2 separate regions of the Dromaius novaehollandiae genome follow, and region 2 is linked to region 1. The links are chromatin contacts, called in public Hi-C maps. All regions are on one chromosome and are shown on one strand. Each heading gives the region's core, a stretch centred on a gene start, on an enhancer-like site or on the middle of the called end of the contact. The rest is flanking DNA. Distances are from core to core; before and after follow the strand shown.

Region 1 (7,494 bases), core at 2,063-4,562:
GCTGACCTCTGAGTTTGCCAGAGACAACCACCTCGCAACCCTTGGCACCGCTCTCCATGATGAAGCGGAGGACACCATAGCAGGCTCTACCAGGAGAGAGCAGCAACGCCAGCTGGGTTAGTCCCACGGACTCAGCAGATCTCTGCCAAATCCACATGGCTCTGCACTGGCATTTTACACCAGATTTCAAGCAAAGCTATGTCAATGTTATGCAAAGCAGCAAAGTCTTCACACCAGTTTAGCAGCATCAAACCCAGCGTAACACAATGTCTGTGTCTTATGATCCTTGTAAGACTGCGGGCACAGTGACAAGCACACGTTCTCAGCGGGACAAGAGCAGCTCCGCAGCTGAAGGTGACCAACCCATCCACATCAAGAGTCTCGCACACCATCCCTTCTCAGACAAATGCCTCTAAATCATTCAATGCTGACAGGATGCTCCTGCTAAAGAACCATACACAGCATCACAGAACATGACACTGCAGGTACCACTCAACAGGAGCCACCCCCTTCTGACTTGTCATCTTATCATCACCGAAGGGATCTGAGAAGCAAGGCCACCGTTACCTGAATTCAGCCGGAAGGCGTGAAATTGTGTTTCACTCCCCCCGCCCACCATTTATTCACAAAGAAGTAAACACAAGCTTTATGCTCACCAGTCAGACAATTTTTAATTTCATCTACTCTAAAACTTCAAAGTTTGCTTTTGAAACAAAGTATTAAGTAATTATTACTGAAAGTAACTGTATATTAGTCAAAAAGTTTGCATACGATAACAGTAACAAAAATATGAACTGCCCGCTCCAGGTTTACTAATATCAGCTTCACTTTTCAAACTAAAGACATGTTGGTAAGGAGTTTTTTCAAAATGGTATTTGAATCCCAGGACTCCTCACCGTGCCATCACATTTACATTGCTCTACTCACCGACGCACTGCTAAACCTCCCAGAAGCTTGTACCGCAGGGACTCTGCCTGAGCGATAGCACACAGACCTCTCGTGGCCACCTTCTCAGCATAGAGCTACAAAGAAAAAGCAGCATGCTCAGGAACAGATCTACATTTCAAAATACTTTTAATTTAACAGATCACAAGAGTTTCATACTACTCTGTCCTCCTGTCCTTTATCTGCAGTTTGATTTGTCTTTCCATGAAGCTTTACCATCAGACACACCACTTCTTTTAACAACCTTCGTCCCCTGACAGAGCAGAGACACACTAATGATACTCCATCAAATGTCAGGAGACCATTAAAACATGCCTGGTGCGGTCTCAAGAGTTGCTGCTTCCAAACAGCCCCAAAACATTAAGTAACCCCAGAGACACAAGTATCCAGACAGTCCCAAGAACTGCTCTTGCATTGCAGATTTACAGCAATACACAGAATAAGTAAGTTTGCTTAAATCACCTGACAACAGCTTCAAATGCAGTGTGCCCTAAACTGAAGCAGCTGGCTTTAGCCAACATGGAAAAATCAAAAAAGAACTGGGGATCTGGGAGAGTGATGTGCGTTTAATCTACCATCTCTAAGAGGCCAAAATCTGATGCTTAAGAGGAAGCAACAAGTAGGTATTCAAAAGTCATCTACACAGTCTTCCTAGAGCCCGCAACTCAGGATGTGAGCATTCATACCATAAATACATGGAAACATTTGCTGGAGGTGATCAGCAATCTTCACAGTACATTATGATCCAGCAACACTGGCTGAGCAGAATAAATATAAGCACCACCTCAAACCAGACACCCCCCCCCCCATGTAATTTGTTTTACAGGAAAGTACTAGAGAGGACACCAAATTTCAAACATTCAAAAGACACCAGGGAATTACTGTTGTGTCATTTTACTGTCCAGTTCATTACAGTACCATAGATGAAAATCTTTAAAATCCTTGCACACCAAAGTAGTTTCTTTATAAGGACACAAGCATTAGAAATTTAATAAGGATAATGGTAACGTACAAACACCAAAAAAGTTGCAGGCAGACTTGTTCCTACCTCAATATTGATACTGCAATACTCTTTCTAAAATATTTACGGACGAGTTAAAAATGTTTTAACTGCTCCTCTGATCCTCCCAGTTGGGAAAGCACAGAAAACAAGGCAAACTGACAGCACTCAAAATACCACCAAGACCAAAGCAGTCTCTATTTTAATGTGATGCTCTTGCGTGCAAGCAGGTAGAACAGGCCTGAAGTTATCTTCGAGACAAACCGCATTTCAACTGACACCACCCAGACAGTACACAAAGCTAACTGCACAGCCCACTTAATACTGTTTTATCGGAAAAAGTTTTACCTCAACGCTTCCCTCAGGGAAGCCAAACCTCTTCTGCACAACAGCCGTCAGCTCCCGGATGCGGCGCCCCTTCTCGCCCAGGACATTCTGCGTTCTGGAAAAAAGGCAGAGCGTGACTGGGAAAGTGTCTCCTGTGAGCAGCCCAAACAGCTTCAGAACTGAGCACCTAACCTAGGTCAGACTGATGACTAGCAGGAGTCTAAACACTGCTACGTCACTGAAGACCACTTCAGGATCATTTTCCCAGTATCTTCCCACAATAATATTTACCACTTTAAACTGTTTTGTGAAAAAGCAGCATCACATACAACTTTATGTAGCACCTGGGAATCAGCAGGACCACTTCGGTTACCTGGTAGCGAGTATGATAATCTCAGTCCTGGTTGGAGTGACCCGGACCTCTACTCCAGAGTACCCGTCTTCAGCCAGTTCACGGGTCAGAAACTCGTTCAGCTCAGCTTTGAAGATACCATCGGCGACGAACTAAAAGCAAACGGGCGCAGTCAAGCTCCACTCGAGCACAAGGCCTGCACACAGCTGCTTTTTCACCCTCAGCCAGAGCCTCACGCTAGGGCCCTGCACCCCCGTCTCCCCCCTTTTCAATAAACAACATAAAAAATACCCAGTTTATCAGGTTTTAGCAGTGCCCCCCCCCCCGCCGCCTTCCCCTCGCCCCACACCCCCCCTTCGCGCGCCCCCTCCCCTCCCGCCGGCCTCCCGCCGCCGCCATGTTCCCCGCCGGGCCGCATCCGCCGCCGGGCCGCATCCGCCGCCATCCTGCCGCCGCCCCGGCGCCGCCGCCGTCCCGCCCCGCCCCGGCGCGGCCCGGGGCCGCCCCCCGCGCGGCGCGGCCGTTCTGGAGGCGCCCCGCCGCCGCGGAGGAGCGGGCCGCCGCGCTCACCTTGCGCTTCTTGGAGATCTGCACCGCCATCTTGAGTCGCGCCGCCCGGCGGAAAGGAGGGAGCGGGCCCTAGCGGGAGGGCTATATGTCTCTTCCGCCGCTTCCCATTGGGCCGGCGCGGTCACGTGAGGCGGCGGGCGGCGGCCGATGGGAAATGTAGTCTTCCCGGCGGCCTCTCCCGCAGCCATCTTGGGGGGGGTTAACCCTAGCGCTCCCGGTAGGGTTTTCCCCCTGCTGAACGCCCTGAATCAGCATTAAAATGGCCATAAAGCCTATGGAAACGCACAAGCGGGTGGGCAGCGAAATAATTCACCCGACTTGTTGCTGGGGGCCCACCCGGCAGGCTCTCCTGTCCAGGCCATGGTGCCCGCCAGCCCTGAAGGCGAGGAGGGCTCCAGAGCGGGCTGGAGGCGCTGAGGCAAGAAGGCAGCGCCCGCCCAGACCAGTACTGCTTTTTGGGGAAAAAGAGGGCACCGAGGAGGGTATGGCTATGGGCTGGGGACACCGGCCCGGCAGTGGGGCCAGCGAAGGCCGGGAAGGGGCTTCGGTTCGCCCCCAGGCCCTCCTGAACACAGGAGGCCTGGATGGGGCTCGGGAGGTGGCTCTCCCAACGAGGCCTTATTTTGTCTTTTTTAACCTCTCTGCTGGTTTTCAGCATTCACAGCTAAAGGAAACATCTGTCATTGCAATCCCGAGAAGTCCATGGATCTTCCCCAAAATCCGCAAAAAAAAAAAAAAACAACATGGGAAAAACAGGCTGGTTAGTGAGGAGGCTGCACGCTCTTGGCAGCTGCCGAATGCATGTTGTGAACCTGCAAACTAGGAAAAAAAGTGCAAAAATCACTATTTATTTCATTTTAGATCGCTGCCAGCATGGGATGGGAGTCAGGGCTGTGAGGATACCTTGTGCTACGGGGCACAGCTGTGTCTTCCCTGCAAAACCGAGAAAGCCATTCCCAGCCTGCCCTGGTATTCCCAGCTTTCTGGTATTTCCAGGGAAGCACTAGCAACACTTTGCTCCTCTAGGATGCTTTATTTTCATCCCAGTAATTTGCTACTTTAAGTAAATCTTAGCATTACTTATCAACTATTTATAGTTAGCTATGAATGTGCTTTATAGCTAACTATGAGCTCTTCAAACGGTAGCAGACCTTTTCTGTGTTTTCACAGCATCTGGAGTGAGGGGGTTGTGGCCCACAAAAACAAATGATTAGATAAATAGTTTAATCATTGCTTAGGGGCAGATCTATCATGGATTTTTTTTCTTCTCATGACAGTATCACAATCTGTGCAGACAGGGCACTTACTCCAGGTTTTAATTAGTAATGGCAGGGTGGGATTTCTTACTTAAAGACTTCTGTGGTGGCCATAGCGGTTTGTCTCTCTAGACATATTTTTTTCCCTTTGCTTTGGCCACAGATAGAAATTCTGGACTAACTTTCTTCTGAGCCAGTATGACTGCTCTCTTGTCTGTAGGTAGGTGACCAGCAGCAGGTCGCAGGTTAGGACTGGTGGTGGTTTGAAATTAGATGGTAGACCAATGACCAGTCCCCATGTCCCCACCAAGAGAGGTTGCCACCACCATGACAGCAAGGACTTCCCAGAGTGCCTGCATTTTCTGGCTTTCTTGCTCAAAGTCAATGAGTAAAGGCCAGGTTCGCATAACCTGTTGGGCTGCAAACGGTGTCACTCTGGGAACTGCAAGTGGAGTGGACACCTCTTCTCTGGAGCTGGCACCAGCCCTCAAAGGGAGGATGAAAAGCAGAGTGAGACCTCAGCCACTCACTCTGAATCCCCGGGGAATGTTGTCAGGGCATCTGGCATGGCCCAGCCCTTTTCCGGCTGCTTACGCTCTCTCCCAAGGATAGGGTGGCCTCACGCAGGCAACCACTGAGAAGGTCCTTGGCCTGTGCTGCCTCCTGAACCCTGCTCAGAAGGGTGCTAGTGGCCTGTGCCAACAACACGCCCTCCCCCCCCTTCCCCGGGCCCTGTTAACAGTGTCAGTGCCTGAATGATGGCATTTCAGGGCCTGGGGATGGTCCTGGCACCGTTTTGTTGTCTAGTTGAGACCTAGCCAGGTGAGCTGTGCAGAGAATACCAGTATGACCAGTACAGTGCTGGTAACACACCCCCACCTTCAAACATGCACCCCCAGCATGGCCCATGGGGGTGAGAGGGAGGCAGCAGTGCTTAGAGGAAGCAGCTCTCTTCTTTGCCAGGGAAAGGACTATCCTGCCACTAGATGTCAGACGCTCTCCAGAGTAGGAAAAGGCTTCTGTTCTCATCTCCCTCCTCCCCTCTTCCCCAGGGATTTATTTGTCCAGGACTTCAGAGATAGCTGAGACGCTGACGAGACAGCCTGTCCGGAGCAGCTGGGCAATGCCAGGACCCGCAGTCCCATTTGCAGGGGCAGATGCTGGTGTCCCCTCTTGCTGGGAGGCTTCATCACCATATGCACCTTCTTCTCACTTCTGGTGTGTTCAGACATCATACCTGACTCGCCTGCCTTCAGCTGGCTCCTTCCCCTCCCTCTGGTCCTTTCTGAGCTGCAAAAACACCACTCTGATCTCACTTGTCTCTCCAGCAGCCCCGACCCCTCTCCCCTTTCATCTCCATGCTCCTCGAGTGCCAGTTACAACTCCTCTCCTTGGCCTCCTGCAATGCTAGTCCCAACAAGGACTTCCGTTCGGTCAAAATTTGGAGCCACAGCTCCATCGGTTTCCTCCGAGTCTCTGCCCTGGGGATTGAGACTGAGGCCAGGCTGGGTTGACCAGGGATGGAGCTGGGGAGTTCTGGGGGTCCAGGACTTAGACTGGACTTATGTAGCATGGACAGAGATACCCACTTAGGCACTGTATCAACTCCTGGAAGCTCTTTTCTGCCAGCATCACCTGGACTGTCACCTGCTTTAGAAATCCCCTGGACACAGTGAGGCCAAGCCAGCCCACATCCAGATGGCAAAGGTGCTGAGCCCTTCCTAAAGCTGCATAAATTGTCTGCTATATATTTTCCTAAGCTGTAAATGCAATGAGTTGGTGTGGGTCTGAGATACCTTGGAAGTAACCCCCCACCTTGATCCCAGCTTTGAGGGCTGCTGGATCAACTGCTATCGCTAGCCCAGCGACTCTGGCCTTACTGGCTGCACCGTTGCTGTCTCCCCTGTTCCCATGTGTTTCTCCCATCTAAGGCTGCAGTTTGCTCCACACCACAGTTTCTGACCTAACCCCTCAGAGATACCACTCAGCTTCATCCTCCGGAGGAGCTGGCGGCCATTCGGTCACACAGAGCCACGGCAGAGCTGCCTCTTGAGTCAAGGAGGAGACAGGGGATTTAGAAGTGATAGGGAAAGGGGATGGGGCAGCCACCTCATGAGAAGATACTAAAGTCAGTAGGCCAGAGATGTACCTCAAACATCCCTAATCCATCCAGGATGGACTGTGGGACTGACCAAGAAAGCATTTCCATACTGGACCCAAGTGAGAGTGGGTGCACACGTGACCTCTGCTCCTGCTCATCTCAGCCATGAGCTGAGGCAGGAGAAATCCCAGCTCCGAGTTTCCTTTTCTGCCAGTCTGGCGTCAGTATTGCATTTTCCCTGGCAGCAAAGAGGCTTATAGGAGCTCTCCTCTTTCCTCCCTCACCCCTGCCTGCCCTTTGCTCCCCTGACCCCCCCCTCCCATCCTGCTCTTTCTGGAGCCCGGCTGTGAACCAGCTCCCAGAAACGGTCCAACACAAACACATATATATTTTGGGGGAGGTTATTTAAAGCCCTGCTCATTTCCCTGCTCCAGCCCAGCTCGACGGCCGCCTGTGAGCACCAAGGAGCGGGCAGGGAATTGTGGCAGGGGGATGGGGACAGGGCCAGGCGGGAATGTCCTGCTGGAAAGACTCAGCTCCCAGCCCATGAATGGGGCCAGGGCTGGGGCATCTCTTGGGGAACCCATGGTCCCAGCGCTGGCCACAGCAGCACTGTGCCGAGTTGGGGGGATCATCTGGCCAGATGTTCAAATCTGCATTCACAGTCCTTGCTCCAGGGTAATATCACATGGTCGGACACTGACTTTGGAGGGGTGGCCAGGAGCTGAGGACATCTCTGTGCAGGGAGCCAAGCCCAGGAGCCTATTAACCAGGGTGTCCCAAACATTTTTTTAAGAAAAGGTTCTCCTGATCTTAACGAAATCCATCCCTTTGCTGCATGCTTGGGCCCACAATACAGGGCAGGCTATGAGCCTTCACAAAGCGGCAAATATCTGCCCAGGATCGTCTGTCTTTCAGGCTGAGTTCACCCAGGAGGGGCTGA
Region 2 (7,494 bases), core at 1,518-4,017, 170 kb after region 1:
ACCAGCACGTCAAAAGATGCTATGCATTCATGGGGACAGAAACACATAACAGTTACTGTAATGGGGGAAGAGAAAAGAAAAATCAAGGGAGGAGGTAGATGCAAATCTTCCTCTTCTTACTAGCCAGGCAAAAAAATCTTGCAGATCATGTTGACTGGGAAAAGCCTAAATTTTAAGGCTGAGGCTGAAGGGAAGAGGAAAAAAACACCCTACAACAAGGGCCCTTTAATCACAGCGTTGTTCACACTAGTGCCAACCGATACTGAAAGTCACATGTACGTCCCTGACTTTGATCAGGCAAAAATAATCTATTTCTAACATTAACTTTCAACGTTTCCATCTGCACATGAAAAAAATCTATTTAAAATAAACAAACCCACAACAAGATGACCCATGCAATGGAAATAACCTCAAACGAGATAACAGAGGCAGCGACTGACACCCCCGCAATATAAATAAGCCACCAAATGCAAAGTAAAATTGAAAGATGACTCGTTTAACGAAAGCAGAGTGCACCAGCGAAGCAAGACGTTGAGAGGGAGGATGGAGACGAGGAGAGGGCTTCGCCGCAGCTGGCTGCCCGGGCTTACCGGGGATGACAAGAGAGATTTCTGTTTACACTCCCCCTCAAGCGCGGCCCCCCGCGCACAAGCCGGCCCCCCCGGCCCTTGTCGTCACTGCGATACGGCTCTCCACGCCGCAAACTCCTGCGGCTTCACCTCCTCGCGCTGTAGATCTCAACAGCACCGATGAAACCTTAAACATTTACGCCAAACTACGACAATCCGATTGCAAACGATTTCAGTGCAAACCCCTCAATCAACAGGCAACGCCTTGAAGGATAAAACGTGCACAAATCGCAAAACCAGCAAACTCCCTTCCACGATCCTCATTAATGAGCATCCTCTGAACCTTACGTGAGGCTGAGTTTACCACCTCGAGCCCCCCCTTCCCCCCCACACTCCAAGCATTGCACACAACTCTCAAAATAACTAATCAATATATCTCCACACATCAGTACTTGCACATAGCTCAGGACCCCGCTACAGCTCAAGTCCCCCACCAACAACCTGCCCGCGCAGACACACTGGGAACAACCTTTCTCCAAATCCACCTTGCTCCTTACGTTTCCTCCCACGCCAGCAGCCGTGATGCAAAGCATCCCGTATTCCCACGGAGCACGGGGACACGGAAAAGCCTCCCCACCCCACACAGCGTTTGCAACCAGCCTTTGCAACCAGCCTTTGCAGACTGTTTCCATCACACCTCTGCTGCACCGTCTTGGCTGCCCCTGTCTGCTCTCGCTCCTGACACCCCCAGGGACGACCCACGGCCTCGCAGCGGCTCCAGACGTGACCTTCCACGCCGATATAACCGGTCGCTGTTGATATCAGCCCACCACGGCACCCCGACACGACCAAGTCCTCTAAAAGCAGCATTGCACCCCAAGAAGAGCCAGTGACCCCTTCCAGCCGTCCCCACCACGGCTCTCCTCCGGCTCAGTCCAGCCACTGCCACCCCCCCGCACCCCACACAGGCCTAACCAGCCCCTGCCCCCCACCTCTCCCACCTTCGCCCCCCCTGCAGCCTCTCGCCGTGCCCCACGCCGTCCCCGGGCTCCTCCAGCCCCCTCTGCTCCTCTCCCTGCCCCACAACCCCCGGAGCAGCCCCTTATGCCCCATCCTGCCCCCACCGCCGCTGCCCCGGCATCACCCAAGCGCTGCCCCACAGCCCAGCCGGCCCCACTGCCTCCTGCCCCCAACCCCCCCCCCCATCCACACACAGACCCATCTCCCTGCAGCCACTGCCTCCCTCTCCCCCCCCCAGCCCCCCAACCCTGCCCAGGCTTCCCCAAATACAGCCTCCCCTGCCCCATACCCTGCCCCAGCCCCCCCCAAGCTCCCCCCTATTCTATACCCTGCCCCAGGCCCCCCCCAAGCCTCCCCTGCCCCATACCCTGCCCCAGCCCCCCCACCCTATATCCTGCCCCAGCCCCCCCAAGCCTCCCCCCTAGTCCCCCCAAGCCCCCCCCATATCCTGCCCAAGCTCTCCCAAGCCCCCCCCACCCCATAACCTGCCCCAGCCCCCTCCAAGCCCCCCCCAGCCCCTGTCGGACTCCCCCCTCCCCATACCCTGCCCCAGCCCCCTCAACTACCCTGCTCCAGCCCCCCCAGATAACCTGCCCCAGGCCCCCCAGCCCCATACCCTGCCTCAGCCCCCCTAAATACCCTGCCCCAGCCCCCCCCAGCCCCATAGCCTGCCCCAGGCCCCCCAACTACCCTGCCCCAGCCCCCCCAGCCCCATAGCCTGCCCCAGGCCCCCCAACTACCCTGCTCCAGCCCCCCCAGGCCGCCTGCCCCAGGCCCCCCAACTACCCTGCCCCAGCCCCCCCCAGCCCCATAGCCTGCCCCAGGCCCCCCAACTACCCTGCCCCAGCCCCCCCCAGCCCCATACCCTGCCCCAGGCCCCCCAACTACCCCGCTCCAGCCCCCCCAGGCCGCCTGCCCCAGGCCCCCCAGCCCCACACCCTGCCCCTGCCCCCCCCGCCCCGGCGTCGCCCCCCGGCCCGGCGAGGCCTCACCTTCCTCGGCGGCGGCTGCATGGTGCCGCGCTGGGTCTCCACATCAATTCCGCCCCGCCGGCGGCAGGAGGCGGCCGCGGCGGCGGGAGGCGGCGGGGCCGGGCGCGGGCGCGGCGGGGCGCGGAGGCCGCCTGGCTGCCGGGCACCGCCGAGTGCGGCCCGCGCGGCGGGGAGGGCCGGGGCGGGCAGCGAGGGCGGGGCCGGGCGGCGCGGGCGGGCTCGGGGCGGGGGGGGGGGGGGGGGAGCGTCAAAAAAATAAAAAGAGCGAGAAAAAAGGAGCCGGGAGGCGAAAAGCGGCTCGGGAGCGCCCCGCCGAGGGGGTGCCGCGCCGCCGCCGCGCCCTCCGCGCCGCCTAGAGCGGCCAACCATAGAGTTGCGGGCGAGGAGAGAGCGGAGCGGCGCGCGGCCACGCCCCCGCCGCCGCTCCTGTCCCGTCTGCGCCCGCGGGGGGGCGCCGTGCCGAGGGCGGCGGTGGCGCGCGCCGAGCCGGGCTCGGGGGCGCGCGCCGCTGGGGGAGGGCGGGGGCCGCGAGCGTGGTGCACGGGGGGGCTGCGAGCATGTTGTGGGGGGGGGCCACAAGCACGGTGCACGGGGGGGCCACAAGCACGGTGCATGGGGGGGCTGCGAGTGTGTTGCATGGGGGGGCCACAAGCATGGTGCATGGGGGGGGCTGCGAGCGTGTTGCATGGGGGGGGCACAAGCATGGTGCATGGGGGGGCTGCGAGCGTGTTGCATGGGGGGGCACAAGCACGGTGCATGGGGGGGCTGCGAGTGTGTTGTATGGGGGGGCATAAGCACGGTGCATGGGGGGGCTGCGAGCGTGTTGCATGGGGGGGCACAAGCACGGTGCATGGGGGGGCTGCGAGTGTGTTGTATGGGGGGGCACAAGCATGGTGCATGGGGGGGCTGCGAGCGTGTTGCATGGGGGGGCACAAGCATGGTGCACGGGGGGGCTGCGAGCGTGTTGCATGGGGGGGCACAAGCATGGTGCATGGGGGGGCTGCGAGCGTGTTGCATGGGGGGGCACAAGCATGGTGCATGGGGGGGCTGCGAGTGTGTTGCATGGGGGGGCATAAGCATGGTGCACGGGGGGGCTGCGAGCGTGTTGCGGGGGGGGCCCACAAGCATATTGCACGGGGGGGCTGCAAGCATGGTGCATGGGGGGGCTGCGAGCGTGTTGCATGGGGGGGGCCCACAAGCATGGTGCATGGGGGGGCTGCGAGCATATTGCACGGGGGGGGCCCACAAGCATGGTGCATGGGGGGGCTGCGAGCATATTGCACGGGGGGGGCCACAAACATGGTGCATGGGGGGGCTGCGAGTGTGTTGCATGGGGGGGCACAAGCACGGTGCATGGCAGGGCCGCGAGCGTGGTGCATGGGGGGGCACAAGCACGGTGCATGGGGGGGCTGCGAGCATATTGCAGGGCGGGGGCCACAAGCATGGTGCATGGGGGGGCTGCGAGTGTGTTGCATGGGGGGGGCACAAGCACGGTGCATGGGGGGGCTGCGAGCGTGTTGCACGGGGAAGGGGCCTGCAAGTGTGTTGCACAAGGGAGGGGGCTGCAAGTGTGGTGCACAAGGGAGGGGGCTGCAAGTGTGTTGCACAAGGGAGGGGGCTGCGAGTGTGGTGCACAAGGGGGGGGGACAGCAAGCATGGTGCACAAGAGGGGGCTGTGAGCGTGATGCACAGAGGGGCTGCAAGAGTGTTGCATGGGGGGGGCTGCGAGCGTGGTGCACAAGGGGGGGCTGCAAGCATGGTGCATGGTGAGGGGGCCTGCGAGCATGGTGCGTGGGGGGGCTGTGAGTGTGTTGCCTGAGGGGGGGGCCTGTGGTGGTGGTGCACGGGGAGGCTGCGAGCGTGGTGCACGGGGGGGGGCCACAAGCGTGGTGCCTGGGGGGGCTGTGAGCGTGCTGCACGGGGAAGGGGCCTGCAAGTGTGTTGCACAGGGGAGGGGGCTGCAAGCGTGGTGCACGGGGGGGCTGCAAGCATGGTGCATGGGGGGGGCTGTGAGTGTGTTGCATGGGGGGGGTGCGAGCATGATGCCCGGGGAGGCCGCAGCTGTGGAGCGCAGGGAGGTGCGAGCGTGGTGCAGGAGGAGCCCGCCGCACCCCAGACCAGGGCTCATCCTCGTGCTCCAGGTTCCCGGAGAAATGGGATCCCGGCGGATCTGCCGAGCTCGGGCCACGGTGCGGCCGACGGAGCCGCACGGGACGGCTGCGTCCTGCGCTGGGCGTGAGCGTGCGGGAAAGGAAATGCTTCACAGCTGTGATTGATAGATAGAGAAAGAAGGAAAGAAAGAAAAACGGAGGGAAAGAAAAAAGGAAAAAAGAGGGAAGGAAAGAAAAGAAGGAGGAAAAGAAAGAATGAGAGATGGAGAAAGAATGAAGGAATGAGAGAACAGGAATGAAAGGGAGAAGGAAGGAAGGAAAGGAAGAAGGAAGGGAAAGGGAAGAAAAGGGAAGAAGGAAGGGAAAGGGAAGAAAAAGAAGGGAGGAAAGAGGAAGAAAAAAGGAAAGAAAGGAAGGGGAAGGGAAGAAAAAGGAGGAAAGAGGAAGAAAAAAGGAAAGAAAAGGAAAGAAGGGAGGAAAGAGGAAGAAAAAGGAAAGAAGGGAGGGAAAGAGGAAGAAAAAAGGGAGGAAAGAAGGAACGGAAAGGGAGGGAACGAGGAAGAAAAAAGGGAGGAAAGAAGGAAGGGAAAGGGAAAAAAAGGAAAGAGGAAAGAAAAGGAGAGGAAAGAAGGAAAGGAAGGGAAAGGGAAAAAAAGGAAAGAGGAAAGCAAAGGAGAGGAAAGAAGGAAAGGAAGGGAAAGGGAAGAAAAGGGAAGAAAGAGGAAGAAAAGGAAAGAAAAGAAAAGAAGGAAAGAAGGAAGGGAAACTAGAAAGCTTGATGAAGAATGAAAGAATGAGAGAAAAAGAACAAGAGAGGAAGGAAGAAAGAAGAAATTATCCTTGATAGTCAAGCATGACCTTCTGGGGGATGCCACAGCCCTCCCCTCCCCTGCCTGCACCCTGCCAGCCCCGGGCTCCCAATGGGCCGGGCGAGCAGGGAGTCGAGCCCACGGCTCCTGCCACGCTTGGAGGCCGATCCGCCGCCGGCTTTTCCGTCTCCTCCCGCCCTGCAGCTGCCCGCGCTCCTGCGTTGCATACGACCAGGATCGTGGTACAGGACGGCAGAAGATAACCATTGAGATTGCTCAAACTTTGCCCCTCTGCCATGCAAAAGAGATTATACGGATCAGGAAAGATAAGATTCACACTTCTGTGGAGGGGTCTTCCTCGGAGTAGCTCTTCGTGCCTCTGCCGTACCATTAGTGGAGGTTTTGGGAGCCGCCATAGCATCATATGGCTTAACAGGTAGAGATAATCACGGACTAGTTGAGGTCGGACAAGACCTCTGGAGACCATCTAGTGCAACCCCCCTGCTCAGGATGGGTCACCTAGAACCAGTTCTGGGTTCCCAAACCCCAGCTGGGTTTTGGGTATCTCCACATACTCCCCAACCTCATAACATTGTGTTTCTGGTGGGCTACCTGGGAGCATAGACGTTGCCGTCTAAGTCAAGACCTGACTCTGCCACCCACTCAAGCAGTGCGTTTGGAGTGAGAGGGTCAGGAGAAAGACGTGGTTGATCCATGCACTGGGTTGCGTGCTCCTGTCCAACCAAGCAGAGGTGGGACTGTGCAGAAGAGTTTGCCCGAGTCTGGCATGTTCCCAGCTCTGAGTACTGCACTGGTAGATGGCTGCAGTCAGTGCCATGCCCAAACACACGGGGAGACTCCAAAACATCAGCATTTGCAGGGATATTTGGCCCATCCAGCTCCATGGGGTTAACGTGGAGGCCTTGCTTGAGCCTCCTGGGCGTTTTGCACGCTCTGGCACTCCCCAGCTTGGGGGAATCACTCTTTGGAGCTTGCTATAGCTTGGTGCAAGCTGAAGAAACCTTGAAGTGGCTCTACAGGAGCCCAGGGGCCAAACCAGCCTCCTCCAGGTTAAACTCAGGTGGAACGGAGCATCCTACAGCTGAGATTGCCATGGGGGTAAAGGTCCAGGAGAGCAGTTAGCAGGGGCTGGAAGAGAGCCCACACCCAGCCGCGGCCCTGCCACATCCTGCTTGGGCCTGTTCCACCGCATTTTGGTGCAGGAGGCATTAGTGCACCCAGCCTGCCTTGTTCCTCGTGCTCAGCTCTCCTGGCCTCTCCCCATTCCTCCTTTGTAATGTTTACCATACCTGGTGGGTGGGACAGGGATTAATTTCCATGAGAACACATTGCCCAAAGTAAATATCTCCAAGCAGGGAGGCTTGGCAAGACTTTTTTTTTTTTCTTCTCCCCAAAGCATTGGCAGCTTTCCTGCTCCTTTCCTGGGTGCTCATGACCAGACATGAACGTAAGGCTCCACGGAGGCAGGAGGAACCCACTGCATGCATGACCCATCGGGAGAAGTCAGAAGATTAGTCTTGGGTCCCGGTGCTGGACACCACCAGCGTTGTCTCCCATCCTGTGAGCTCGTCTCAGAGTTGGTGAGCAGATGGGGGGAAGCAAGGAGGGGACCCACGCGAGATGAGGACTTTGCCCAGAGGTTGCAAGTGACAGCTCACTGCCACTTTAGCCACCAGCTGGGACTGAATCTGCACGCTGTGGGGCTGCCATGGTCTGAGCCCCGGGAGTCTGGGAGTGAGCAGGCAGGATCCAGCCCACAAAGTGCAAGCCCACCAGGTTTGGTGGTCACTTGGTAATGCAGAGTTGCATTACACCAGCAGCATTTCAGGAGCAGGGGAGGGAAGGTCACCAATACTACAAGGGCAGGTGAGACCCAAGAAGAGCCTCAGAGAGGCGCCCAGCAACCATCCTGGACTATTTTGGCAGCAGGCATGGCCTCCTGGGCTGCATCCTCAGGGCCTCTTTTCCCAGC

What was found. A called contact is a pair of places that touch in the nucleus more often than the background predicts.
Region 2: a contact with region 1 is called in a Hi-C map of brain, with 4 times the contacts expected there. The contact joins the promoter of FCHSD2 here to the promoter of RPS3 in region 1. A contact is called at or near these places in 2 of 4 Hi-C or Micro-C datasets (brain and ovary).

Annotation. Positions count from the first base shown.
Region 1 is chr1:216,648,447-216,655,940 of bDroNov1.hap1, forward strand. It overlaps RPS3 (ribosomal protein S3), which reads right to left and starts at 3,313. Exons shown (of 7, transcript XM_026097953.2): 1 at 3,195-3,313; 2 at 2,646-2,776; 3 at 2,294-2,387; 4 at 928-1,022; 5 at 1-86. The coding sequence starts at 3,224. It overlaps LOC112981943 (small nucleolar RNA SNORD15), which reads right to left and starts at 540; the gene lies at 394-540.
Region 2 is chr1:216,815,956-216,823,449 of bDroNov1.hap1, forward strand. FCHSD2 (FCH and double SH3 domains 2) reads right to left here and starts at 2,768. Exons shown (of 20, transcript XM_064505231.1): 1 at 2,582-2,768. The coding sequence starts at 2,602.